5 separate regions of the Mus musculus genome follow, and all the other regions are linked to region 1. Evidence: chromatin contacts called from public Hi-C and HiChIP or PLAC-seq data. All regions are on one chromosome and are shown on one strand. Each heading gives the region's core, a stretch centred on a gene start, on an enhancer-like site or on the middle of the called end of the contact. The rest is flanking DNA. Distances are from core to core; before and after follow the strand shown.

Region 1 (5,533 bases), core at 1,869-4,368:
ATGTAGAGTCCCAGTCTTTGTTACCCCAGGTAAGATTAATACTTTGTAACATCTGACCAGCTGCTTAATCATATTTAATAATAATGACAAGATACTAATTTGTTGGCTGCTTTTCACATCAGTGTTTTTAGGCATCCCTTCATTGAATACTTTCCACAAATTGATCAGACAATGTGTCTGGCCTCCATTTTTCAGATGAGAAAACAGGACTAGCTAAGCCAAGAAACAGGTTCAAAGTCACACCTTAAAATAAACCTGGCCTCCAAATATCACCCTGAGAGCATCAAGGCAGCACAAATTTAAATTAAGTAAGAATAATGACCCAGAACAAGTCAGTTTTAAATACCAGCTGACAAATATAACTAGTTGTATTTTAAATATCTACACAACATTGTCAAACTTTCAAAGGCTAACCTAACCAGTAGATGTTCCTTGTCATCAGTAACTGAAATATATTGCTTTCCATTTCTTAGTTCATCCATTTCTCACAGTTTTGTTCCCTCCCACCCTCCCTCTCTTCCTTCCTTCCTTCCTTCATTCCTTCCTTCCTGCCTCCCTCCCTCCCTCCCTTTCTTCCTTCCTCCCTTCCTTCCTTTTCAATGTCAGTTTAGGGTCTTTAACTTCCTATAAAAAAATCTGGCTGTCATGCCTGCATATAAGCTTGGAGAGTCACTCTAACCTCAAAGCTCTTCCCTGCAAGAAAAGCATTCCTTTTTTTTCTTTTTATATTTTATTTATATATTATTATTATTTTAGGGTCTTTGAGACAGGGTCCCACCACAGTGGTTTAAATCCCCCCTCCTCCCACCACACTCATCTTTCATCTCCACGCCCTTATTATGGCTCCCTACCTCCCCCTCCCCCTCAGGGTTTCTCTGTGTAACCCTGGCTGACCAGGAACTAGCTCTGTAGACTAGGCTAGCCTCAAAGTCAGGAATACACATGCCCTGCCTTCCGAATCGTGGGGTTAAAGGCTCACCCCCACCCAATTTAAATATTTAATTTTTTTTTTTTTTTTTTTTACAACTAGAAAAAAAGAGCATGCACGTCTTGGGACAGTCTCAACCTAGTAAAAAGCAAGAAAAGCATTCCTAATAGAAAGAAGGCTGTTCTATGGTGATGCGATGCACTGTTTCAAATGCACACTGGCATCAGGAGCAATAAGAATTCTAGGACCTTGGAAAACAATTGGCAACAGTTGGCACAGGTTCTAAAGGCCTAGTGTGATTGTCTTAAAACTCAGCTCAAAGGGGTCCCTGTCCCTCGACCTGTCTCTGGATTATCTCATTGATCAGCTACACTGAACAATGCAACACTTGCCATTGGCTCTCAACATAGCATTGCCACAATCACCAGTACAGTTGGAAAAATCCGAACAGGATGCTAGAGGGCTGAATGCCCAGGACACCATCATGGTTCTCTGTTACTATCAAACATGCCTCCAGCTTTTAGAATCCTTTATGAGAAAGGCAATTGCACAAAGACCAAAGATTGGCTTCCTTTAACACTGAACATCAAAACCGAGTTAAACTCTCTTTTTCCAAGGATACCTAATGTTTTACAATTCCACTAAGGCCACAATGATTTAACCTCAAAGTCGTGCAAAGGTTTGACACATCACTTGCAAGGCGTGTTTTTGTTTTATTTACTCATTCTTCCTGTGTCTCATTTAAAAATGTCATTTCTCAAATTGGGTGCGGATTATTAAAAAAATTAAACGTAAGCAAACAAAAAATAAAACCAAACAAAAGCAAAAAACAAACAAGCAGACAAAACCCACCCACACCCCCCCCTCCAAAAAAAATCAAACAAACAACAACAAATACAAGCCAGAGCAAGAGAAATCTCCTATCTGAGGAAATACATGGGACGAAAGCCTAAGCCCTGGAAACGGGGTCACGTGGGGCCACCCCCACCCCCCACCCCACCCCCGCTGCGGATCCTGGACGTCACCCGCTCTGGCCCGTGCGTGCGGCGGGTGAGTGGCCCCGGGGTCTCCGCGGCCGAGGCGCTGGGACGCCCTTCCTGACAGCCGGTCTCCCGGCACGTAGCGCTCGCCTGACTCAGCGCTGAGTCACCGCTCCCGCGGACTCCCGCTTCGCCCTGCACAGCCAGAGGCTGCCGGGCTCCGTGCACGCCGAGGCCGAGCCCTCAGTGCTGCAGACCGGTCTCTGCGCTTCCCGGAGCAGCGCAGGGTTTACAGCTTTTGAATCCCGACCAAGCCCAGCACTAACTTCCTGCGTTGTTTTCTTTGCCTTAAGGGCTGACTAGTCTAGGGATCAAATTCTTCCATCGAAGCTTGTTGGCGCAAATCCCGGCTTTGTCCTTGAACAGTGACTTTGAGATGATCTTCGTTTGGATTTTTTTAATACTTCCGCGGTTCCAAACTTCTGTCTTATTTATGCCCTCCGTTTCCTAAGGTTATCTTTTCAGTGTGTTTGGTAACTAATCTTGTCATAAAGCCACACTGCGGTGACGCAAGTCAGGTTGGAATCTGGCATGGTGTACAGGCAGTGACTTACTGTAAAATCCAGGGCCTTCATCGCGACATCCTATCTGTCATCTCAGGCACTGATTAGCTTCCTTGCCCTTGGAGAGGTCCCGGGGATTTAGAAGGCCTGTTGAAATCTGTCTTTATAGCGGCCATGTTTCTTGCTTCCTCCTCGGAGTTTAAAATGAAGAGAACGATAGATAAGCATTTCTGCAAACGTAGCTTGGACCACCTGTCCCAGAGCACAATTTTACTCCAAACTGCAGCTGCAGAATGTCCTGAATAAAACTAGAAACCGGCCACCTGCCAGTGAAACACGTGATCCGCAAAGCCTACCAGAGGATAGGAGGAAAGCAGTTTTCCTAGACTGAACACACAGACCACGTTGGTTCTGGTGTTCTTATTCATCTTTCTGTCTAAAATACTGGAAAGGTAAAATGCGGGGCGGCCACATAAAATATCAGCGTACTGTTATAGTGATAGCCATTTACATCGCTGTTGATATGGTAGAGATGGAACCGAAGGCCTGATGCTCTAATCAGACACTGCTACACAGCTATAGCCTCAGCAGGAAGTTGTTCCGACTTCCGATCCCTGGACATTTTCATTTCTCTGGGAAACTCTTCCAGCTTCATCTTTGCTAGCATTGGAGCAAACTCCCCAACAAGCCCTTGTTGGTCCAAGTAGAGTTCTTGGACCAGCAACCCAGCATCACAAAGTAGCTCATAAGAAGCACAGGCTCTCTGAGCTGCTGACGCAGCAAAGACGGAGGAGTGCTTGCCTAGTATGCTTGAAGACTGGAGTGGAGGAAGGGAGAACAGAAGTTCAAAATCATCCTCCGCTGCGTCCTTAGAGCCTAGAATCTCAGACTCCATCCAAAATTGGCATGTTTACGAGGTCTCTTTATATCGTGAACTTGGGAAGAACTGATCAGTGGGCTGGCAGAGGTAAGGAGAAGGCGTGGGGGAGGACAGCATCTTTCACTTTCCAGGACTTCGGTAAGAAGTGCCACACCTAGCACTGTACCTAAAATAGTAAAGGTGGACTATCTTAGTTAAGGGTTGACTGTTGTGAACAGACTCCATGACCAAGGCAACTCTTACAAGGTCAACCTTTAATTGGGGCTGGCTTACAGGTTCAGAGGTTCAGTCCATCATTATCAAGACAGGAGCATCACAGCGTCCAGGCAGGCATGGTGCAGGAAGAGGGAAGAGCTGAGAGTTCTATATTCCTTATCTGAATGCTGCTAGAAGACTAGCTCCCACATGGCTAGCAGAAGGGTCTCATTGTGCACCCCCACAGTGACACACTTCCTCCAACAAGGCCAACCTACTCCAGCATGGCCACATCTCCTGGTAGTGCCGCTCCCTGGGTCAAGCATATTCACTACCACATGGACTTACCCTCTTACAATCCTGGAGACTGTCCACCATGTTCTAGGTAGACCCCTCTGGGCTCCTTTCTACATCTCAGCAATGGCCATAGATCTCTGATTGTCCCTGGCATACAGTCTATGCTGCTTGGATCACATGGCATTTTTTTTCTGTGTTTGTCTCCACATTAACTCCCTACTAAGGTCATGTGCTCTCACTGGAGGCTCCAAGTTCCACACTGACAAATGCAAGTGCACACCATTTCTGGGATGGGTGTGGGGAAGTGATACAGATGGAAATAGCAGGGTACAAGAGATACGATGGATAATTGGGAAAAGGGGTGTGCTGTTATTAGGGAAGAGAAGGCACATAAACACAGAAGGAGAGAGTAAGATAACAGTAAGGATGCCTGAATCATACCATTAGCTACCTTAAAAGAACCCCAAAATACCAGTTAGTCTATGTATAATATCATATATAGTTTAAATAAAATTTCCTCATCTGGGCTGACAATGCTTTCTACCAGAACCAAAAATCACCTAAGAAAAACCCAACACCAGTAATGAGAGGCCTTCTTTTGAGTCATTGAATAGGGTTGTCCAAGAGACTTCCCCCACATACAGACTATCGCTCTTGTCCTTGTTGTTCCCCCAAAAATGGAAAACAATCTCTATTACTGAAGATAGCAGTTACTTCAGACAAAGGGATAAGAAAGTGACCTGAATGTGCCATTCCTGACAACTAGCTTTCATGGTGTTTCCAAAGGAGGGAGGCAACCAAAAGTTCTACCCAGCTATAATTTCTATAAGCAACAATGGTACACTAACCCTAAGGGTACAGTGGGGGAACATGAGCTTTGGCAGTAACCAACACCTCTCTAACTGGATTTAAGATTTGCTCAACTAGAGGGAAACTGGGGGCTTGGGACTAGAAACCTGTTTAACTCCTCGGGGCTAGTGAAATCATGAATTGGGAAAGAATCTATAATCACCACTTTTAGCAACCAGCATAATATTTAACTAAATTTTAAATATCTGTTTCGTACCCAACCATAAGTGTAGTCATCACCTCTCACCAGGAAACTTCTCTTTGCCACAGAGACCGTTACAGAAAACCATAGCCAATCAAAATGCAGAGCTGTGGGGCCCAGTCCCAGTGAATACATCTACAAAACACTTCCCCACTCAAGGAACACTGGAGAAGGTGAAAAGACTAAGAGCCAAAGGACTATAGGGTTTGCTGTGAAGTAATGTCTCCTACTAATGTCAGAAGCTACACCCATAACATCTGTCCCATTATGATCCTCTAAGATGAGCTGCACAAAGATGATAGCACTGAAATGCCATGGTGGATAGAGCCTCAACCCTGTGAAGAATTATAGTGAACTAAGGAGTGCTGAGAGTGGGAGAAGTAGCCTTCTCCAGGGAAGAACACACCAATTGGTTATCCAGTATCAAATCATCAGCCCTGAGAACCTACATACAAGTTATCATTATACAGTCAGAACAGAGGTACAGTTAGGAATATATGTACACACACACGCGCGCGCACACACACACACACACACACACACACACACACACCCCTCACAGGCCATATTATTAAAAGAGAGCAATGAGGGCAATATGGGAAATTTTGGAACGAGAAGGTAGAAATGATGTTGATATAA
Region 2 (5,533 bases), core at 1,631-4,130, 250 kb after region 1:
AACTGAGAGGAAAAGCTCAGAATGCACAGAAGGAAGCTGGCTATCTGCCCCTCACCTCTACTTCCCTTCATTATCCTTTAATAAATCACATCTACCAATCTAAGAAAGCACCTAAGAAAGCAAACATATTTAACAAGTTAAAACTCTAGATCTTAATGCTAAACTTTCTTCATAGCACATAGAAATGTACAATGCAATGTCATGAAATTACATTGTAAAGAAATATGATGCATATTGTTCAATGGTATCAGCTAAAGATAGCACAAACCCATTCAGTAGATGATGCTACGACACAGCTTTGGGGATTATACTATCCACACATTCTCTTTTTAGGAGAAAGTTTTTAAAACAGATATCGATTGGGCTATGACATATGCACAAGTTGGATGGCTTACTCTTTAAAACAAATCTTTCAGTGCCAACTCACTGATATTAACATTTGCACTTGCTTAAAGATCCAAAGGAAAAAAGAAAGATAAACTGGCCAGTTCTTCCATAGTTTTGGAATAACCATTATCAAATGACTAGTACCAAGACATTGATCAAATAAAGTTACTAGCAGTCAGCAGCCTACAATTAAGATGTTTGGGATTAAGCTAGGTTTAGTAGTAATTTAGCCCTAGCTATTCAGCTAGCTGAAGGTGGAGGATTTATTGAGCCAGGTACCTAAGGCTAACCTGTGCAAAATAGCAAGACTCTGTTATCACAAAATTTTAACCAAAACCCAAAACCCAAAAAACAACCACCAAAGAGCATATATGAGCTCTCTCTCGGGGGTGAAGGGGAGGGAGAGGGGAGAACAACCATGGGAGGTGGTGCTGGGAGGGGCATCACTTGGGATGTAAATAAATAAAACAATTAATTTTTAAAAATTAAAAAAATAATTAAGAGGGCATAGAGAGATGGTTTGGTAATTAAGACCATTGCTTTTAGAGAAGCCAGGTTCAATTCTAGCACCCACATGGCAGCTCATAACTAACTGTCTGTAGCTCCAATTCTAGGGGCTCTGGTACCTTCATAGACATATATGCAGGCAAGATGCCAATGCACATTGAAAAAAGTAATTAAGAGGCATAAGACAACTGATTTTTATACCTGCCTCAGGTTGGCATTTTCCCCATTTGAATCCATTTTACTTTGTTATAACTATCTTCAAATCTCAGTATTTGCCTAAGCAGAAGCTATTGGTAACTACTCTGAACGATAATATTTGTGATCATTCTGAATGAACACTCAGGATAACAGCTGTTAATATTTGATGATTCTATAACATGCATCCATTTAATTAACTAGTATCTCACATGGGGGTACCTCATTCTAAGTAGGCCACCGTGTGGCAAGTTTGAAAATGTAACTTCTTTTTTTTAAATGCTGGACTAATTTGCTGGGATCCTAGATGAGAAAAATCTACTCAGCACAGATTTTACATCTTCCTCACAAAGTGGCCATAAGCAAATACGTGAGTTCTGAGTCACCACCAGGAAACCCTGTGAACTATGTGAGCTGGAAGCAAACTTCAAGACCTCCAAGCTATTTTCTAAACAATAGAAGAATTCAGTGTCCACCTCCATGCCTACTACCTGTCATCATCTCAAAAAGAGATCTTAGGGTTTAATTTACCCCAAACACTCACAGGCTCTATATTTAGTATTTCATCTCAGTTATAGTACCAACACTCAGAAAAACAATTTTACAAAAACTTTCAAGGTCAGCTTATGAGTTTCTCCAAACTAATACAACCCCTATATTCTTTTACTGGAAAATTCTCACGTAAATGTTGGTAAGGGAAGTTATACCATTCTCAAGAGCAACCAAATGGGTGAAAGTAGAGGATAGTTCAGTACTTGCTTACTACTAAGGTCTGTAGGGATAAGCTAGTGTTGTCTCATGTTCATATTTTGTTAAGGGAGAAAGAGTTGCTAGTTTACTAAGCCTTTAAAGCAAATCTCTCCCCAAAATATGCTCTCCTGGGGCATGAGTTCAGTAGATTGCTTTTGCTTGCATGCTCAGGGCCTTGGCCTTGGTTCCCAGCATACTGGTAAATACTGGTTGATTCAGCTGAGTAATCTTTTCCGGCTGAGTATTAGTTTTTGTTTGCTTGCTTGTTTTGTTTCTATTACAGAAAAGCAAAATGTATAACAAATATTTGTTGTAATATGAAAGCCGCACTAAGCCTGGACATTTTAAATTGGTTATAAGCTTGTTAATGTCCCTCACCTCTGAGTGGGTTATGTGAATTGCCCTCTGACAAAATAATCCTGTGTTGGAGTTAGAAAATTAGTGAAGAAGCTAAAAAGAGCTGCAACACTTAGTAATTTTTTTTTTTTTTTTACTAATTTAGATATTTTGTTAAAATGACATTTTGGTGGTAAGCATGTGGCATCAGTAGCCAGGATATTGAAGGCAGACTGTGACACAGACTGCAGAAAGCTGTGACACTGAAGGTCTTTGAAGAGGTTGGATGGAAAACCTTCATGAGTCAAGGTCCTTATACAGGACAATTAAAAAAACAAAACAAAACAAAACAAAAATGGGAGAACCAAGGAATAGAGAGCAAGAATTTAAATAATCCCTATCTCATTTTCCTAGGGAGAGAGGGGAGGGGAGAGAGAAAGGAGCAGAAATGGAGGGAGGGGAGGGGAAAGGAGAATGAGAGGGAAGGAAAAAGAGAAAAAAGAAGGGGAGAAAGGAGGAGGAAGAGGACAGGGTGGGGGTGGGAGGAGTGGGGGAAGAGGATTTACAACTGTGCTGCTTGCAGATACTCAGTAAGCCCTCTGGAGTTGCAGGGAAAATCAGCTCTGGTGTTAAAAGCTACGTAAGATATTTGAATAGAGACACCCTGGCAGCTCAGCAGTCTGGTCTTGCAGCAAGCAAGAGAAGGTCATTGGGATGACTAAAGCTACACTTTAAAAGTTTACTTGAGCAAAGTCTCACAAACATGTTTGTGGTGCATGCATTGTGCAAGAGAAAGCTGGCATGAGATGATTCTAGTTGTTTCCAAAGGAACATTCTAGGAGGGTCAGAAGGTTACAGCAGAGAGAGCCTGCATATATTTCTCTGAGTTGCTAGAGACAACAAATATTAAAGAATTTTCTAAAAGATAGCTTTCAATTGATGACTGTACCAACTAAATAAACTTGCCAGTATCTTCCTGCCTGATTTTTCTATTCTTTCCCCTTGTGTTACAACTCGGGAGAATCAGAAATAGAGATTTGTTAACATAGCTAAATGGGGGTAGAAAAAATGAAGCAGACTTACAGCTCATCCTTCTTAAGTCCTAGCAATTGGAAGAACAGTCATAGTGATAAATTAGAAGCAGCTCAGATAATACTATTGAACAAGACAACCAACTAAGAGACTGACTGAAGGAACAACTACTAAGAGTGATTAAGTTTGAAGAGGCTTTCCTGTATTTTATTTAGAAGCATAGACTTCTATTGAATCTATTATGAAGAAAGACACCAGAAGTAGAAGGTCAGTATTATCACATTTTATGCAATTCTCAAAGAATACAAATATTGAATCTTAAAATAATCAAGCAGAAACAACACAAGAGAATTGCTTCATGACTATACTTCATCAATCAAACATATTAATGAGATATAAAATTAAAAAGAGTTGTATCACTGTCTCTATTATTCAGCATTAACTGCCCTGGTTAGCAGATGAAAGTGTTTGTGAGACATTATCCTTTACTGTCATGTAAGCTTGTCAAGAACTGACTATCTTAAAGGGCACTCACAAAGCTTTTCTAGGTTTATCAAGTATTTCTGCTTCCAGTTTCCATCTGCCCCCTGAGCTGATTCTGTGCCACAGTACTCCATAACCAAATACTGCCTGGAGAGAGCTGTTCTCCAAGGAGTACTGACACATGGGCTTGCAGGAGAGACAGCCACAGTAAGAGACAGCAAGACTAGCTAACACCAGCGATAACCAATGTCAAGAGGCAAGCACAAGAACATAAGCAACAGAAACCAAGGCTACCTGGCATCATCAGAACCCAATTATCCCACCACAACAAGCTCTGGATATCCCAACATACCAGAAAAGAAAGATTCTGATTTAACATCACATCTCATAATGATGATAGAGTACTTTAAGAAGGACATAAATTAATCCCTTTAAAAAAATACAGAACACAGGTAAACAGGTAGAAGCCCTTAAATAGGAAACACAAAAATCCCTTAAAGAATTAGAGGAAAACACAACCAAACAGGTGAAGGAACTGAACAAAACCATCCAGGATCTAAAAATGGAAATAGAAACAATAAGAAAATCACAAAGAGAGACAGGCCTGGAGATTGAAAACCTAGGAAAGATATCAGGAGTCATAGATGCCACAGAATAAAAGAGATGATAGAATTTCAGGTGCAGAAGATACCATAGAAAACATTGACACAACAATCAAAGAAAATGCAAAATGCAAGAAAATAATCTTCTTTTAACAAACCAAAAAGAAGATAGCAACATAAACATAATTCTACCTCTAACAACAAAAATAACAGGAAGCAACAATCACTTTTCCTAAATATCTCAAAACATCAATGAACTCAATTGCCCAATACAAAGTCATAGATTAACAGAATGGATACATAAACAGGACCTAGCATTTTGCTGCATACACGAAACACACCTCAGTGTCAAAGACAGACACTACCGCACAGTAAAGGGTTGGAAAACAATTTTTCCAAGCAAATGTTCCCAAGAAACAAGCTGGAGTAGACATTCTAATATTGAATAAAATCAATGTTCAACCAAAAGTTGTCAAAAAGGATAAAGAAAGACACTTCATAATCATCAAAGGAAAATTCTACCAAGAGAACTCTCAATTCTGAACATCTATACTCCAAGTGCAAGGACACCCACATTCATAAAAGGAACTTTACTAAAGCTCAAAGCACAAATAGTACCTCAAACAATAATAGTGGGAGACTTCAACATCTTGCTTTCATCAATGGACAGGTCATGGAAACAGAATCTAAACAGAGTCACAGTGAAACTAACAGAAGTTATGGACCAAATGATATCTATAGAACATTTTATCCTAAACAAAAGAATATATCTTCTCAGCACCTCATGGTACCTTCTCCAATACTGACCATATAATTGGTCACAAAACAGGCCTCAACAGGTATAGAAAGATCGAAATAATCCCATGTATCCTGTCAGATCACCATGGGCTAAAGTTGGTCTTCAATAACAACCAAAACATCAGAAAACCCACATACACATGGAAGCTGAACAATGCTCTACTCAATGATAATGTGATCAATGAAGAAATAAAGAAAGAAACTAAAGACTTTTTAGAATCTAATGAAAATGTAGGCACAACATACCCAAACTCATGGGACACAATGAAAGGAGTCCTAAGAGGAAAACTCACAGCTCTGAGTGCCTCCAAAAAGAAACTAGAGAGAGCATACACTAGCAGCTTGACACCACACCTGAAAGTTCTAGAACAAAAACAAGCAAATTTATCCAAGAGGAGTAGAGGGCAGGAAATAATCAAACTCAGGGCTAAAATCAACCAAGT
Region 3 (5,533 bases), core at 2,197-4,696, 190 kb after region 1:
CAGTGTGGCTCTTTTCAGTACTCTAAACAGTTCCCGTCATTCTCTGAAAGGGTAAGCACAGACATATGAACATGCTACCTGTTATGAACGGCTCTGTGCTGCTTGTATTTTTATGTTAATTCTGCTCTTCCAGGAGATGCTGTCTAGAACTAGGAATGAGTCAAGTACTCAGGTGCCTTCTTGTGAGCCAATCCCCTAATGAATAAAGGAGCCAATCACTGGGCAAGTAGGCGGGGCTTTCTGGATGAACAGTGGAAGAGAGGAAGCAGGAGAGAGTAAGGCCCTTTTGGAACAGGGACAGCATATGGGTAAGATGTAGCTGCTAGAGTTTCCCCTTATCAGGACGGATCCTCAAGGATTCGCCCTCGGAGCAATCAGATTTTAATAAGGCTTTCAAGATTAGGTCTTAGTTGTTGCACCCAGAGTCTGAGTTGCCATTGTTTCTGAACTAAGTTTTTGTTGTGTTTTCCTTCACATGGCTGCTTGCCTAGGCTCAAGAGAGAAAGATATGGTGGCAGAGCACGAGTTTGCCTGATGTGCACCACGAAGGATTTGAAGCACGGGGCTGGCATGGTAACTACATGAAAGCGGGAACCTAGTGAGCTGGGTGGAGATATTTCAGGAACTCCAGGCCAGAGAGTTTCCATGAAATAAAACAGTTTGGCCATTGCTTGTCAGTGCATGGCCAGCCAGGCTGCCAAGGCAGAGGCACAAGTGCGGAAACATGCAGGTTCTTTTTTTAATATTTCCCATAACAGCCACCACATCTAAAAGGAGAAAAAGATTAAAATTGACAATAAAATCCATCAAGGCAAAACAACCAAAACACCCAAGACTTCATATTTGGTTAGGCTGATGCTGAGCATCTCAAGGGCACGGGGAGCTGGTATTTGTGTCAACCTGCACTTTCTGTCTCCTCTTTTCATCCCATAAACCATTTTCTTCATCTAGACAATACTAACCACTCTTCTTGTATACAGCCTCAGCTAACCCTGCTTTCTCAGCCCGAAATAGCCCGTTGTCAGCCACACATTCTTCATTTGTCTAAGAAGCAGAGGGGGGTGTTATGGATTCAGTTACAAGCAATAAAACGTACCACATATAATATCTTCATATACTCTACATGAGAGGCTTCTTCTCAGGGCTTGAAAAACACCACCATATGCGTATACCTTGTAAGTCAGAAGTTCAAGTTTTCAATGTTTTTCAATTTTTAAAGCTCTGCAGCAAATATTAAAGATCTGCACCATACCTGTGTACCATAGGGAAGCTGCCAAATCAAATACATGTGCAAGTCTTGTGTAACAGTTTTCTCCGAGATCAAAACACTCCACCCTGCTTGTGAGCTGCTTAAACAGGGAACTAAACAACTAAAAATTAGCATCAGGAAGTACCTGAAACTGACCAGATTCACTAGGCCCTTCGCTGCCAGTGTAAACAGAGCCCAGTTACTAAGAAGACTCTCAGACAAGACCAGCTTCCAGGAAGAAGCAAAAACCAGCTGATCTGCTTAAAAGAGGTTTAGGGCAGCTGAGGCACCTGAGAACAGTCTCCTACCTGTTGGTTGAGCTACCTGCAGATTGTGCAGTGTACTTCAGAATCCCTGCTATTGTGATCTGTCACTCATGCTAGAGTAGACCTTGGTGATGCAGCTGTGTTTGGAGTTGTTTCTGCTCCTGTCAATAACCCCTTACCTTTATCCTTTAAGTGACCTCAATGAAACTCATTGGGTTCACCAAATTGGACTTTGGTGGTACCTATCCTTTGTCTGTCAAGGTTCCCTATCTGGGATGTGTTTCATATCCCCAGGAAAATTTTGTCACACAACAGCAAGCTATCAGTATGGACCTTGATCTTAATTCTGCTAGAACTTAGGTATTTAAAGTTGGCCTAATGTCCTACCTTTCCACTTAGAGTACATACTGGTACAGGCAGAGGGAAATGGTCCTTCAGCCTTCACAATACTTGGTGTAAGTGTCACCAACTGTGGCATATCTTATAGCTGATGGTTTACTCATTTCAATCATTGGTCCTACAGGGGTGTGGCGGTCTTCTCTAGGTATTGACAGTACCAGTGTACTTCCACTGTGCCTACGCAGAGGTGCCCATGTACTCTCTAGATTCAAACTTTTAGGTCACTTTGTGGCTTCCCCTTCCTAACCAGATAATGTACTTTGATCAAATGTCATCATGTACCTTGTATTCTGATTAAAGAAAGTGTCTCCCCCTCCTCTTCTCTTCTGCTTTTAAGACTAAGTAGTGACCCATAGACCTCCTGTGTGCTATGTAAATGCTCTACCACTGAATCATATCTCAGCTGCATGATTCTCAGCATATGTATTTATGCACATATCCATTTTATAAGACAGTGAACAAATAATGACTATGTAAAAGCAGTTTGGGTAATTTTATTGAACTATTTTAGTCTGGCTTTTTTTTTTCATGTTGGAAAATAAGAAAAAAAGTGTTCATTTGTTTCATTTGATAATTTTAGAATGCAACATCTTCCCATTTCACAAAAGCTCTGAAAGTCAGTTTTCATTTTTTTTGCTATAGCTATAGCCCTCAGTTATAAAACTTAAACGTATTTTTAAAATTAATTTAAACTTGCCATTATTGGACTTGAGTAGGGGTCAAATATAACTTTTAGTCACTGAAATTTTCTTATATCTAAACATTAAGAGGAAATTGCTTAACCATCAATTCACTGTTCAATTGAACTAATGTGTAGATACACATGCCCCATGTATTTGGATTATTTCTCCATCGTTACCGTCTGATTAAAAACTATCCATAAAGAAACACAGTTTTGCAGTTACTCAATATTGCTGAAAATAAACTAGTAAATACTTTCCATTTTTATGTGTACATGATAAGAAAGTTGTAATTTCTGCCACATTCAAATGTTAAATATTTAACTCCTACCATATTACTCTAAAATGTTGTATGCCATTGTGCACACAAACTCAACTTTATGTAGACTCTTACGTTTTGAACATTGACACTTGGTGCTTTGCATTCATTAAATGTGTATTGCCTGTAAGGCTTGGCTTACCTGCAGACTATTGAAAATGACAAAGAGAACCAACATCCAGAAGTGTCTGTAGGCCATATGCAGTCCTCCCCAAAGCCACGTCATAGAAATCAGGGCGAAGAGATATAAAATCAGAGGAATTTCTGAAAATCACAAAGACAAGGAAATATGTTCAGAATATCGCATGATTAATCACATGTAAACACAGTATTAGTTTGGTCTCCTTCTCAGGGAAGATGGTCTATACCCTAATACCCATCCAGGAAACAACCTTTGAAATCCTTCCTTTTCTTGTGTGGAGGAGGGAAGGCATTGTGCAGAGCCACAGTTCCAGGTTTTCAAATGGGTCTGCTTGCCACTTGGGGAAGGAGAAGGAAGACATTTGTCCCTGCCTAGGCTACCACCTGCTGGACTGTGTGGGAAGTAACAGGAACAAACACAAAGATTCCCAAATTTCTTGAGGTAGCCCTGTGCTCTCCAGTAAGCATACTCCAACATGGCATTAAAATCATGACATTTAAAGTTCTTTGTGTGATACTCAGCTTTTATTTCCTTGAGAAGATAACAAAATGTATTGTGACTGTTCCAAGTGGAGATGAAGTGACTGACTCAGTTGCCATCAGGGGACGTGTTTTCTACCCATCATGCTCTTGTGCAGTTGTCCTGATGGTTTCCATACTAAGTACCCTGCACAATGGGTCCATTGTGCCACTGGAGCTATAAATTGATTTTTATTATTTTTTTGTGTATGTGTGTTTGCCTGCATGTTTTGTATGACCTGCTGAAGCCAGAAGAGGGTGTCAGATGCTTTGAAACTGGAGTTACAGACAGTGGTGAGTCAACTGGTGTATGCTGGGAATTGAACCCGGGTCCCCTGAAAGGGCAGCAGTGCTCTCAACCACAGAGCTATCTCTCTCTTCAGCTTCTCTAACAGTGATTCTGGGTCACAGGACCATGGTCATTTCCACTTGTCTCTGATTTAGTGAGGGAGTGTTATTAGAGTTTTCAGATGTCTTTACAGAAGAGATTTTAATAGTGATACCACAATCTACGTGTACTTTAGAAAATGAATGAAGTCGTAAAGCAGCCATACATAAATATATTTTCATGATATTGAAATGCATGGGGATAGACTAGCACAGGAACCCCCAGGGCAGTCCTGATCATCCATGAACAGCACTTAAAAATCCTCACACACTCTGGGGATTTGAATAGTTAAATACGACTTCAGCAATTAAAATTTTTTATTTTGCTCTGAAACAACTGCAAACATGCACATTAGATGTAATGTCGGTATGGCTACAGGACTTTGTGGTCTTAAAAATTTATCTGGAAGTTGTCAACTGCATCTTCTTTACTCTGTAAATACTACATTTTGTATTTTCTACAAAGATATTTTCTTTTATAGACAGTTTCAAAAATGAAGAAAGCAACACAGAAACACCCTCAAGTTCCGTTTGGTTATTATTTTTAAATTTTAATTTATTATTTGTGTGTGAATGAATTTTTTGTGTGTATGTATGTATGTATGTATTATATATGTATGGTATGTAGGATGTATGTGTATGTTTGTATGTATGTATGTACATATGTATTGAATATAGTATGTATGTATGTGTATATGTATGCATGCATTTTGCTTGTGTGCCTGAGTGAGGGCAACTGCATGCCACAGCATGTGTGTAAGCCAGAGGACAACTTTCAGGAATTGATTTTGTCCTTTCACAGTGGGTTCTGGGTTTCAAACTCAGTCCATCATGCCTGCATGACAAACACTTTTACACACTGAGCGATCTCACAAACACCATTCAGTTATTCTAACAATTTCCTCTGTCCAGTGAGAGCCAGTGTTGCATCGTTGGCATCTCTGTATTCCTTTGAACCCAAATGGTTGAGATCTTTGACTCTGACATCTTGATTTATTACAGGCAGTTTTTCTTGTAGAGTACTGTGCTGGCTAGCTTTACATTTCAGCTTGACTCAATTTAGAATCACCTGGGGAAGAGATTGTTAGTGAGAGATCATTGATATTGGGTTGCCCTGTGTACATATCTACTGGGATTGCCTTGATTGCTAATGTTAATTGATGTGAAGAAGACCCAGTCCACTCTTGGTGGTTCAATTCCCTAGGCAAGGAACCTGGATTGTATAAGAGTAGGAAAATCAAACTGAACACAGGCAAACAAGTGTATACATGTGGCTGTGAGGTGACCAGCTGTCATATGTTCCAGCCACCTTGATTTCTTTTCTCTTGAACTAACTGTGAGAAAAACAAAAAACAAAAACCAACCAACCAAACAAACAAACAAAAAACCTCTTTCTCCCTTGCAGTTGCTTTAGTTAGGGCATTTTATCATAGGAACAGGGATGAAACTAGAACAAGTACTGTAAAATTTGAGTTTATTTGATTTTTTTTTCATGTTGACATTTGGGATGTAAATGTAGACATCACAAATGATAATGGATATTTTAACCTAGGAACTCAGCTTGTCCTGCTAA
Region 4 (5,533 bases), core at 852-3,351, 170 kb after region 1:
TTCACTGTTCTTACGCCGACGGGGGTGGGGTGGAGTGGGGGAGGGGTAACAACACCAAGGTAGAAGTGTGTGGCATGAGAACCTTTCTTATCTCATGACAGCTAGTAAATACTGAGGGGCAATAGGGCTCAGTGGGACAGAGTCCTAATAGCACCTTTCTAGGGCATGCCTGCCATGCCCTAGCTTTCTCTCTACTAGGTTCTACCTCCAAATGTTTCTAACACTTGCTGGAGTACCACCCTCTGGGAGCAAGCCTTTAACACATGAACTTTTGAGAAACATTTAGGACATTAAGCAGAACAGATGGGTCATGTAAGCAATACTGTTTACATAAACAATAGCTATGAAGATACAGTGATCCTTCTGTATGTGGGGAGGGTTGCTCCAGGGTTCTACTGAGGATACCATAACCTGTGCATGTTCAAGTCCTTCTTGAAAGTATTTCCATATACTGATGCACAAATTCTTATATTTCCATATGTCATTTAGACTACTTGAAATACCTAATCCAAGGTAGGGTCTGTATAAATTGTTTTATACAGATTATATAAATATAACATTAATACTATATTATCTAGGCAATAATGACAAGAAGACAAATAGGTTTGTGTTCAGTACAGGTATGATTTGTTAAGAATGTTTCCTATCTGTATTGGTTGACTCCTGACATACAAACCCGTGGAAGGATGGAGCTCTCTGGGCCCTTGGAGGTGGAGAAAACTTAAAGTCAGGGCCATCATAACACAGAGTTCTTGGGGTAAATGACTTGATGCCAGAGAATGCATTGAAAATTCTTAGGCTCAGAGAGGAAGTGGATGATTAGAGCAGAGACTTAAGTACGCCGGTCAGAGAGGCCTACTTCACTTCCAGGTCAGTGACACTCCTAACCCCTGGGAAGTGGAATCCTGGAGCACTTAGCTCCATGCTGGGCACACAGTATGTACATGTTAAAAGCCGCTTTATAACTTAGGAGGAGAACGATCAGCAGAGGGGAGGAAAGAGCGAGAAGAGAGGCAAGAGGAAAGAGGGAAGAGAGAAGAGCCTGATGGTCTTAAATAATCCTCAAAATTTATTCTGGTTAAATGTACTTTCTGTCAGTAAGCTGTTAAATACAGTTTACTGTAAACCAAATCAACAAACCATGCACACATGCGTTCCGAGGCGCGGGGTGGATGACGTCATGCCCATCCCCCTCCCTCCACGTTATTTTACCCTTTATGATGGTTCCAAGTCTTCTGTTTGTTTGGTCGGGATCCAGCATTAACCTACCACTTCCTTGAAGTCTTCTGGGCACTCACTAATTTATAGTAATCTCTTCTGGTTCCACCCCTGCAGCGTCATGTTCTGTATTTCCCCTCATTTGGCACTTTGTCCTCCACTGCCTGGGGCCGTTCCCTGAAGACCCACTCTCCCAGTTCCCCTGCTCTGACAGTCAAGCCCGTAAATCTTAATTATAAGGCTAGGATATGATCCTCACTAAATCCTAGTTACATTCAGTGTCTTATTTGAAACTTCTAGTGCCCCGCTCCTCTCCCACAAATCCACTTGCTCTGGAGAAATCTGGTCTTGAGATGACTAACAAGTTCTAGCACCTCATCCCCAGCCTGACATTTTCAAATTATTTACATACTTCATCATTTTCCAGTGTGTACTACCAAAACAACGTTTATATTAAAAACACATTTAATCATCCAACATTTTTCCCTAAGAACTGTGCTGATGATAGCCAGGGGCACTGTCCCACTTAGAGGAGCTGAAATAAGGAAAGGTCCCCTGCTTGACCAAATGATAGACTGGGAGTGGGGTTAAAAGGAGAAATGAGGTCAGCCCAAGACAGTCTGGTGGCCTCGAAAGAGAAGCTGGTGCCACAGTCAGCACACTAGGTCCACTGGAAGTACATACTTCCTCATGTGCCAGATGCAGCCAGTCATGGGCTGTGTGTTTACTTTGCTTTGAGAAGTGGCTTTGCTTCTTGTAAGTTTTTTTTGTTTTTTTCTTCTTGTGGAAGAAGGCCAACACATGACATAATCTGTTTGCAACACTGGGCTAGAGACAGGATTGTTCTGTGACTTGGCCCCGTCATTTCTGAACTGCTGCTGTAGAAAACAGAGAGGGACTGAAGAACAGAAAACAAAAACAGGGCTGGGAGCAACAAGGGAAAGGCAGTGCTCGGGTGGGCCTCATTCACAAGCAGCCGGCAGCACACACAGTAAGATACAGTTTGATTCCTTAACGTCACGAGGCAGGCGTCCAAGTTCCAGATCATCCACAGGTGTCTGTTTTGTAGTTCACAACTTCCTGCTTTCAAAATCCCGGTAATGAGATAGTGACTGCCTCGAGCCAAAGATGAAGTAGCTACTATCAGTGTGGAAGCCCCATTACCACCCCACCCTCCAGGGGTTGTTTCTTACCCATGGACTTTATTCTTTAGGTACCGATCAGGCAGCTGAGCCTCTGCCCAGTGCAAGACGACTTAGTAGAGATATGAGTTATTGTAAAGGGGGCCTTTGCAGAGTTTATATGTAAGACAGGTAGATAACTAGACAGTGCAGTGTGCTGCACATGAAGCAAAGCAAGATGAATTGGTAGCTTTTGTTCAGGATACAAAATCAGGAAGCTGGGTGTACAGCAAGCACCAAGACTTATCCCAAACCATTTAATCCTTATTTGTTTTCATAATGAAAATTGGGATGCTTTCAAAATCAATAGACTACCATCCCGTTAATCCATCACCTAAACAGCTCCCTCTGCCTCCTTCCTAAAGTCACAATGACTGTTGAACGTGCTAGAAGGAAGCCAGTCTCACAGCGCCATGAGTTCCTCATGGCCCCTGGAAGAATTGCTTGTAGCGTTGTTTAAAATCTAATCACCCTGCTTAGAATTATAATTTCAAACAATCAACAGGATCCATTTGGGCCTTCTACTGTAGTTACTGGGAGCTATATGGCTTGTTTAAGTAAATATCTGTGAGCCCCTTCAGCAAGATACCACAGCTAATGTGCTGTGTGAAGATTCCAGTAACTGCCACTCTTTACTGCTGGAAACTGAGCATAGGATCCTAGGGAAGGCAGAATTTTCTGCTGGTTTCAACTGTTACTTCTGTGGATGGGGAGGGAGGAAACACTATAGTATATTTTCACTTGAACTGAGCTGCTCAGTGCCATGACGTTCAGCCTTTTGTTGTTATGATTGTTCTTTTCTCCTCAGTGTATTTTATGGTTCATTTTCTAGGAACAGAGCAAAAGTGCCTTTGTATATTGACCTATCAGTTGCCCTTGTCATTTATAACGAAAGGAGAGAATGAAAACTTTAGATAACACTAGTCCTTGATATCAACTTTGGTTCTGTGGACCTGAGCAAATCAGTAAGTTACCTTGAGCTTGTATCTTCATACCTCTGAGTGAGATGGCTACACTAACTGCTAGCTTAAGATCTGTTTTCAGTGTGAAATGATTTTCATTCTTTAGCAATTATGGTGCCGATCTAATATGTGGGACACCGGGAGGAGCAGAGCAATGGGGGCAAATGGAAAGACTTCTTGGAGATATAGCTTCATGTTGTAGTAGTGGCCCACAATTTCTTTGAAATAAAAATGAGAAATAGAAAGTAAATACAGTCATCATAAATTTGTTAAATAAATATGGAAATTTAAGAAGCCTGCACCGAAACTTCTCTAAAGTATGTTCTAGAACTCTAAAATTCCAGTCTCACTGTCTTTAAAAGTGTCTAGCAACTGGTCATGGTGGCATCTGCCTATCATGTCACCCTCAGGGAGCTGATGCTGGAATACAACAGGCTCAAAGCCAGGTCAAGATATGAGGCAGCCTAGACAAGGTGAGACCTTGTCTTAGAACAAAAAAAGATTTCTGTAAATTTCTTATAGCAGTTTAGCCTTCAGAAGCAACTGAACATTTAAGAAGCTGTGACATTGTAGGAACACAGACTTTCTTTATCCATCCAATTCTAGAAATGATATAATAATTTTTTTTTAATTAAAAACCCTTCTTGTCTGGGCACATGACTTAGTGGATAACATACTCACAGCTTAAGCATGAGGAAAGTGTGGAGCCTACAGCCCACATAAAGCCATTGGTAGCAGCATGTATCTGTAATCCTAGCATGACTATGGCAAGATGGAAGGTGGTGACCGATAAAATACAGAGAACAGTAGGGCCAGTGATATGGGATACTGGGTAAAAGTATTGCCATGGAAACCTGATGGTCAGAACCCATGGTCCAAAGGGTCAAATGACTCTTAGAAGTGGTCCTCTGACCTCCATATATGCACTGTGGCAGACATGACCACACACATATGCCACACGCACATGTACATGCATATACAGATGCACACATACATACACAAGTACACATGTATACACATACACACACCCCTGCTACCATTTCCTGTACTCTAAAGACAAGATAAGGTTGCTCACTTCAGTGCTATTTCACTATGTGCTGAACTGCAAGTTCCTCTGCACTTCTGATGCCACAGGCTCTCAGCTCTGCGGGAGGTGCCACTGTGGTGAGATGCAGGAGGAGGCTGCTATGGCACACTCTGAAAAACATTGCCCTCTAGATTACAATTTTGACTTATGAACGTGTGTTATTTATTATAGAAAACCCCTCCCATTGATGTGTGCCCCCTCTGCAGAGTCAGTATTGGAGAAAGAACAAGAACATCCACAGTAACAATTTGTATTTTCGCAAACTCTTTCTGATGCTGTCTCCAAATTTGTAGAAGGAATGCAAAAGGCCAGCATTCAAGTTTGCCATGGTTGAGATAGCCACAAAAGAATTTTACAACGTTCTCTAAACTGTTCTAATAAAATACACAATGATGACACACCGATGCTTGCTCCTGCCCATCCGTGTCCCAGAGTTTTTTCAATGTTATTTTCCTACAGAGTTACAGTTTGTTTAAAAAATAAATAACTTTATCAATCCCTCTCTTCTACTTAGCACCTATAGAGACTCTCTTCACTCACATTCCATCACTTCTACAGCCCACCTCAAAGACCACACCTCCTGAACCCACTTCTGGATTCTCTTGATCCTCCTACTAACTCTTCATGATAGTGGTATCATTACCAACAATAAATAGAAACAACACAAGATAAAACCACCTTTGCAGTGAGAGGAGCTAGTAATTTTGTTTCAGTTTCACATACTCGGCCATACTTCACTCATGAGTTTTCAACTCCACAAGAGTTTGATGGCATTACATATTCAGTTGAAACCATTGTGGTAGGTAGTTAAACCCTGACTGTCAAGCTCATTAGATTAAAAGCTGCCTAAGGAGGTCAGAAAATTACAGTGTTCAGTGCCTGTAAGGGCATTTTTCTAAGAGGATTGATTTAGGAAGAAAAGACCTTCCCTGAGTGTGGGTACACCCATCACATGGGGTGGAGATATGGATAGAATAAAATGAGAAATACCAGCTAATGAGTCCACCCAACCCCTGCTTCTGGCTGCAGGGAGAGAACTGCTCAAATTTGTGTCCTGCCTGCCAGGAAGAAATGAGAAGTCTATA
Region 5 (5,533 bases), core at 1,426-3,925, 150 kb after region 1:
GCCATCAGTGGGAGGCAGTTTTATGGAGGAAATCCTGCCTGGATTTTCCAGGAGGGCCACTAAAGCGCTCTCTGAACCTTTGTTTTAGAATGCTTGATCGTATTGAAATTGAAAAGAGTGGCTACTTGTTTTCTTCTCTTTGTGGGGATTGAAAAGTGTCAGGGGGACAGGCAAATAAAGACAGCTAGCCGTGAGAGTGTGCTTTTAGGAAGAATAGTATCTTACGAGAGCATTTCTTAAACATATTGATATCTCTATCACATCAAATTAGGAGTTCTGAAGGTTTTTGAAGGAAATGATGCATTGTTCTCTGATTTCTCAGTCTAAATGGCTGATCCAAATCGCTCACAGGACAGAAAAGACATAATGATGATACCTCAAATAATACTGCAGAGAGGAAAGGACTCCGATGTCAGTCAGTAACCTCTGTCTTACACTCAGAAGGCAAGGGAGGAGAAGCAGAGGGAGGGAAGGTAACACACCTCTTCCATAGCATTGATGAGGTTCTGGGTAGACTTGTTTATCTCTCCAGCTGGAGGTATTCCGCTCCCAGGAGTGAAGAAGGCTGTGCTGGGTCCTGGGTGACCATTCATTTCTACTGTATAGCTGGCCTTCATAGGGCAACACGTTTGGTTGTGTAAAATGAAATAAACCACAAAAACATAAAGTCCCTAGAAAAGGGAAAAATCAATTAGTAAGTATGTCAAAGGTCATCTGGCCAGCTCAGCTAAACATAAAGCCAGCAAATCTATCTGACTACCTTGAGGATGCTCCAGGCTTACCCAAATCCAGGAGTGACTGACAGGATGCTGGCAGTCAGGTAAGAGGTCACTGCCAGTTCAAAGTCACTAAATGCTCATCAGTGTTGCATAGGAAGTGTCATTAGTCATTTTTAAATTAATATATGTGCAACTCTGTGCCTTCCTAACACATGAAAGCGAATTACAGAAATTTATGAATGAGTTGTATACATCTAGATGTATACATGTAGAGAGCAAACAGCTTGTCCTGTAAAAAGGGACTGTTTTTACTCCTCCATCTCAACGTCTAACTAGCTGATGGGGCATTCTGCTCATCTTGTGTGTGTCTGGAAAGAGCTGAACAGCTGTCACTTGACACCCTGTGTGCATCTCACCTCCTTACCTTCCTGGGAACCAACTCACTGCATAGGGACTCTGCTGATTGCTTAACAGTTAAGCAGAGCTTCTCCATACATGTTGCACAAGAACAGCAAACCTCTCTAGTGCATTCTTCAAAAGCCGTTAGCCCTTCAAATTCCTCACAACATACTTGAACTCTTGATAATTACTCTGCTTCCGTCACAAAGAAGGACACTGCCTTTCTGTTCGAGTTCTGCTCATTACACCCTTCTTCCTTCATGTTTTCCACACGTGCTGTACTTACTGTAAGACTACTGTTCAAAGCCTAGTGATTCTGACAATTTCATTTAGACAATAAGATACCTTAAATTGTGTTTTTTTTTAAATATTTCTTGGTGTTTAAAATTTGAATGCATATAAGAATTTGTCACTAAAATTTTGAATCCACAAAGATAAAAATAAAGATACTCAGCTAATTAAAGAATAAATAGAATTAATGTAAAAGTTTTTCTGAAAACATCAACAAGTGTCAGCATTTGTAAAATGTGCTGTCCCCATGGTTCCCATCATCTCTCGAGTATTGAAGCAATTGGAACTGTACCAGCTGTACAACTGTACCCGAACTGTCTACACTTCTTAGCAATCACCACAGCCCCCCCCCCCCAGTCAGAATTAGCTTTTACATACAGGACCTGAGAGGACAAGGTGCTATGCTATACATGGCTGTCTTTGGAGGCGTGTGAGAGTCTAGACTCTTCTCTTTCTACTAGGGTGACACCTTTTCAGCTGGTCTCTATAACTAAGAGCATTTAAAAAGCAGTGGTGTGCATGCTAAACACACAAAAACAAAACAAAACTCCTCATTGTTGTACTTGTCACATCAGAGCAAGCAGAAACACACATTTCCCTTTGATTCAGGCTTGTCTGTTTTTGGAGAGCATATTAATATTCCAAAAGATGTAGGCCCAGTGAATTGGTTTCAAGTACAAATGATAGTGTGCACATTAATAGAAACAAAGTCTTCCTGAAAACACCCATGCTCATCCAACATTTTTTCTTATACAACTAACTTTTCACATGACTGTGACCTAATTACATTGGCCACAGCAATAGACAAAACAGGAAAAAAATTAAAGTGTCAGCCTTAAATGTTGTGCAATGTTCCTGATTTATTTCGAGGTCACTGGAAGTGTTGAGATGTGTCAGGTTAAAAGCTGGATAAGGAAACAAACCTCATGCTTTAAAACCCATCTCTGAAGACCATCTGTTAAAGCTCTGCAGCCTCTCCTGCTTGTTTTCATATCGAGCCTTTCATGCGCCAGGAAATGTTCTGCCTGCTGAACATAGCTACACTCAAAAACTGCATTGTTTTTGTTCTTAAAAGCATAGAAGTACATGGCAAATATTTTGAGACTTTTAGATGTGCTCCAGGAAACACAAACATGGTTAAAATAAAAAGGAAAGAATGTTTAAATGCAGATTATGCTTAAATTGACTCTTGCTTGGTCTCGGCCAAGCTGTGCAAATATAGAAAGGGGGCCTGCATTATCCAAAGTATTCAGCTGTGGAGGTTTCTGACCTCAGAGGAAAAACAAGTTCCCCTTCCAAGTACTGCACGCTGTGTGCAGGGTCCCACTACAGTGTTGTGTGCAGCAATTTCAACAAAGCACCTGGATTCTCCGTTTGTAGAATGTTGCGGTCACAGTCTACACTGCCGGGCCCTGGGATGCATGGATAAAGGAGCATGATTCCTGCTCTCAGACTGCTCACAAATAAAACAATATTTGACCCCCACCAAGCATCAGGTTCATAAACACCAGCTATCTATACTTCCTGTCATTTACAGATGGCAGGTTTACAGGGAAGCTAATTGTGTCTATGAGTTGCTGTTTTGATTATTTTCATGGTCCTTCTATAATCATGAAAATGCTTTTAAGAGTCTTTAACTTATTTACAGTTGGATTGACTATAAAATTAAGATCCATTCTGTATTTCTTTTGACCCAGGAATAAAAACTTATTAATCAATGTTCTGTGAGCCACAAAGGAAATCATCCATAGTTTAAAGGATTACATATGCTCATTACTCTCTTTTTAAAGAATTATTTATTATTAGTTTATTATTATTTGTTTTCATTTGTTATTATTTATTTCCTTACATGATTTTCTTTGCATCAAGTGCATGCAGAAACCCACAGAGGCGCTTGAATCCCTTAGAACTGGAGTCACAGGGGTTTGAGTTGCCTTGTGGGTGGTAGGGAGCAAACGCAGGTTTAACTACTGAGACAGGTCTCTAGTGTGTTCAGCGTGAAGCAAGCAAAGGGAGTTCAGCTGTTCGCTCCATCATGTCTGTCAGTCCCGAGCTTCAGTTCACATGTTTAACAAGAAGTGACAAGACAGAACTGGCTAAGACAGGAAGTGGAACGTGGCTTGGCTGTGTTGGACTCTCTTCTGAGATCTTTCTCCAATTTCATCAAGCTATAAAGGATCCTGGCTGAGTGACACTTCAGGCTTCCATGTAGAGCCCTGCAACTCTCCTGCCTCCAGAGATAGGGCAGGACAAGGTGGCATCATCAGAATTAAGTTCTCTTAATCTCAAACATTTGTTGTTTTTTTGGTTGGTTGGTTGGTTGGTTTTTCGAGACAGGGTTTCTCTGTATAGCCCTGGCTGTCCTCGAACTCACTTTGTAGACCAGGCAGGCCTCGAACTCAGAAATCTGCCTGCCTCTGCCTCCCGAGTGCTGGGATTAAAGGCATGCCCCACCACGCCCAGCTAGCATTTGGTATTTTAAGGAAATCTATTCAATCGCAAGTTCTTAGAAAGAGGAAATGCTCAGTGCTCTTAGTTACGTTTTGTTTGTTTGTTTATAATATAGTCTCTGACTCAAAGACAGAACTCAAGAAGTAATTAATAAACCAGAGACCACAATTCTAAACTGTTATCAGCAGGCAAGTGTGAGAAGGGGTAAGGACAGAGGTGGTATGTGTTGGGTTTCTTACTTTGAGTCGTTTATAATTATAGCTGGTCCAATTCAGTAATGGGTTGATAAGATTCTTCTCCAAGTTAGTGCTTTCCACCTCATGTGCATGTACAGACCCAGTTTTTCCAGAAGGAGCATGAAGTCAGGGGTTGGGGTGTGGTCCTGCTCCTCTGGTGCGTGTCTCTTGGAAGCTGCTGCTTTCTACTGGGGCTAGGTTTGTTCTTTTCTGCGGTTACTTTTCCTCAAAGGCTTACGGCTTTCACTCCTCCCTTGGCAAACAGAGGAGTGAAAAAAGAGAAACAGAGAAGTCACCATGAGCCCTTCTTTCTGGTTTGAAACTGCTCTAGGGATCTGACCTGCTGCATTTTGAATCACTGGTCACTTGGCAATAAGGACGATAGAGTGTGGGTCAATAACAAAATTGGAAAGACAAACACAAGATTGTGTGTGTGTGTGTGTGTGTGTGAGAGAGAGAGAGAGAGAGAGAGAGAGAGAGGAATTTTATATTTAATTTCTTAATTTTTAAGTCTTTCTCTTAAGTTGAGTTTTTTAAGTGGATCTTCTTAGTTTATACTTTAAATAAGATCTGCAGTTTAATCTGTATAGACACTAGAGAAAGGAAACATGAGCTCATTCTGAGGACTGTTGACTGGTCAGTGTGCCTGCTACCTAGACATTTAGAAGGCATTTATTACTCAAACACTTCTCACAGCATTGCCTACTAGGTACTGGGGGTTCCATCAACTTCTGCTGGAATGCCTTCTCATTTAAGGGACTTTCAGTTCAGAACTCACATAAGGAAAAAGAAGTTAGCTGGTTTCAGGAATATCTGGCTCTGGTGAATGGCAGGCCTAAAATCAAGAGATCTAGACAGATGTCTATGCTAGGATCCACACAAGAGAGAAAAACTACATGTGAAGTTTTCTGAAAGTCACACGAACAAAAACAGCTGGTGTCACAAAGCCCTGAAGTCCTGGATTGGAAGTTTCCAAATGCAAATCACATTGGGTGGTAGGATGGAGGGGCAGGTAACAGTGGAACCCACAGGGAGAGAAAAAAGCTCTACTTTGGGAGGAAAAGTAAAGGACAGGAATATTTATTTTATTTTCTCCAGGGATGAGCAAGCCCTTTGATAGATTATCCAATTCCAAGTGGTCATTCCTAAATACATATACTCAGGAGCAACGCTAAAGGAACGCAGTAGCTTGTATTTATTACTGCATCTATCTTTAGATATGTAAAAAAAATTAAAGAATAATAATGAACTTTAGTGTGATTGGGAGGAGAAGAAAGGATAGAAATGATATAAATATAGTAGTTGGGTATAAAATTCTCAAATCTCCTAGAAGCCTATTCTTTATTAATGGAAGGCAGAAGAGGAGTTGAACTAGAGGGGAAGGGGAGTGGGGAGGGACTGGGACTAGAGGGATGGAAAACTGTAGTCAAGATATAT

Evidence for each region. A called contact is a pair of places that touch in the nucleus more often than the background predicts. HiChIP or PLAC-seq counts read pairs in DNA pulled down with a chosen protein or histone mark.
Region 2: a Hi-C map of liver shows a contact between it and region 1, with 2.3 times the contacts expected there. The contact joins the enhancer-like site here to the promoter of 9330111N05Rik in region 1. A contact is called at or near these places in 2 of 484 Hi-C or Micro-C datasets (both in liver), 1 of 115 datasets of contacts at active chromatin or transcription factors (bone marrow-derived macrophages) and 1 of 9 other capture datasets (embryonic stem cells).
Region 3: a contact with region 1 is called in a Hi-C map of bone marrow-derived macrophages, with 26 read pairs. The contact joins the enhancer-like site here to the promoter of 9330111N05Rik in region 1. A contact is called at or near these places in 1 of 39 promoter capture datasets (the 3T3-L1 cell line), 13 of 484 Hi-C or Micro-C datasets (adipose-derived mesenchymal stem cells, bone marrow-derived macrophages, cumulus cells and 8 more), 8 of 115 datasets of contacts at active chromatin or transcription factors (PVALB interneurons, astrocytes, embryonic fibroblasts and 5 more) and 1 of 9 other capture datasets (embryonic stem cells).
Region 4: an H3K27ac HiChIP or PLAC-seq map of microglia shows a contact between it and region 1, with 5 times the contacts expected there. The contact joins the enhancer-like site here to the promoter of 9330111N05Rik in region 1. A contact is called at or near these places in 1 of 39 promoter capture datasets (the 3T3-L1 cell line), 13 of 484 Hi-C or Micro-C datasets (bone marrow-derived macrophages, cortical glia, cumulus cells and 7 more), 11 of 115 datasets of contacts at active chromatin or transcription factors (the NIH/3T3 cell line, PVALB interneurons, bone marrow-derived macrophages and 6 more) and 2 of 9 other capture datasets (bone marrow-derived macrophages and embryonic stem cells).
Region 5: a contact with region 1 is called in a Hi-C map of uterus, with 3 times the contacts expected there. The contact joins the enhancer-like site here to the promoter of 9330111N05Rik in region 1. A contact is called at or near these places in 1 of 39 promoter capture datasets (cancer-associated fibroblasts), 1 of 15 datasets of contacts at CTCF or cohesin (the NIH/3T3 cell line), 3 of 484 Hi-C or Micro-C datasets (myocytes and uterus) and 3 of 115 datasets of contacts at active chromatin or transcription factors (cardiomyocytes, heart atrium and pancreatic cancer cells).

The regions. Positions count from the first base shown.
Region 1 is chr13:80,960,956-80,966,488 of GRCm38.p6, forward strand. It overlaps 9330111N05Rik (RIKEN cDNA 9330111N05 gene), which reads left to right and starts at 3,119. Exons shown (of 2, transcript NR_015587.3): 1 at 3,119-3,438. It overlaps Gm4211 (a long non-coding RNA gene), which reads right to left and starts at 479. Exons shown (of 3, transcript XR_382678.2): 1 at 1-479.
Region 2 is chr13:81,208,696-81,214,228 of GRCm38.p6, forward strand. The region is part of intron 85 of Adgrv1 (adhesion G protein-coupled receptor V1); the gene reads right to left. Among named protein-coding and RNA genes, the nearest start is that of Gm32639, 110 kb to the left of the region's middle. Within about 2 kb of position 2,881, at least 6 of the 459 cell types and tissues checked have an H3K27ac peak or open chromatin away from gene starts, as enhancers often do. A contact at or near this core is called in liver, where this site is marked.
Region 3 is chr13:81,152,100-81,157,632 of GRCm38.p6, forward strand. Adgrv1 (adhesion G protein-coupled receptor V1) reads right to left here. Exons shown (of 90, transcript NM_054053.4): 87 at 3,056-3,177. Among named protein-coding and RNA genes, the nearest start is that of Gm32639, 51 kb to the left of the region's middle. Within about 2 kb of position 3,447, at least 10 of the 459 cell types and tissues checked have an H3K27ac peak or open chromatin away from gene starts, as enhancers often do. A contact at or near this core is called in bone marrow-derived macrophages, where this site is marked.
Region 4 is chr13:81,134,855-81,140,387 of GRCm38.p6, forward strand. The region is part of intron 87 of Adgrv1 (adhesion G protein-coupled receptor V1); the gene reads right to left. Among named protein-coding and RNA genes, the nearest start is that of Gm32639, 34 kb to the left of the region's middle. Within about 2 kb of position 2,102, at least 150 of the 459 cell types and tissues checked have an H3K27ac peak or open chromatin away from gene starts, as enhancers often do. A contact at or near this core is called in bone marrow-derived macrophages, cortical glia, fibro-adipogenic progenitors and 6 more, where this site is marked.
Region 5 is chr13:81,106,421-81,111,953 of GRCm38.p6, forward strand. Adgrv1 (adhesion G protein-coupled receptor V1) reads right to left here. Exons shown (of 90, transcript NM_054053.4): 88 at 483-671. All of the region lies in intron 2 of Gm32639 (a long non-coding RNA gene), which reads left to right. Among named protein-coding and RNA genes, the nearest start is that of Gm32639, 5.5 kb to the left of the region's middle. Within about 2 kb of position 2,676, at least 21 of the 459 cell types and tissues checked have an H3K27ac peak or open chromatin away from gene starts, as enhancers often do. A contact at or near this core is called in heart atrium and uterus, where this site is marked.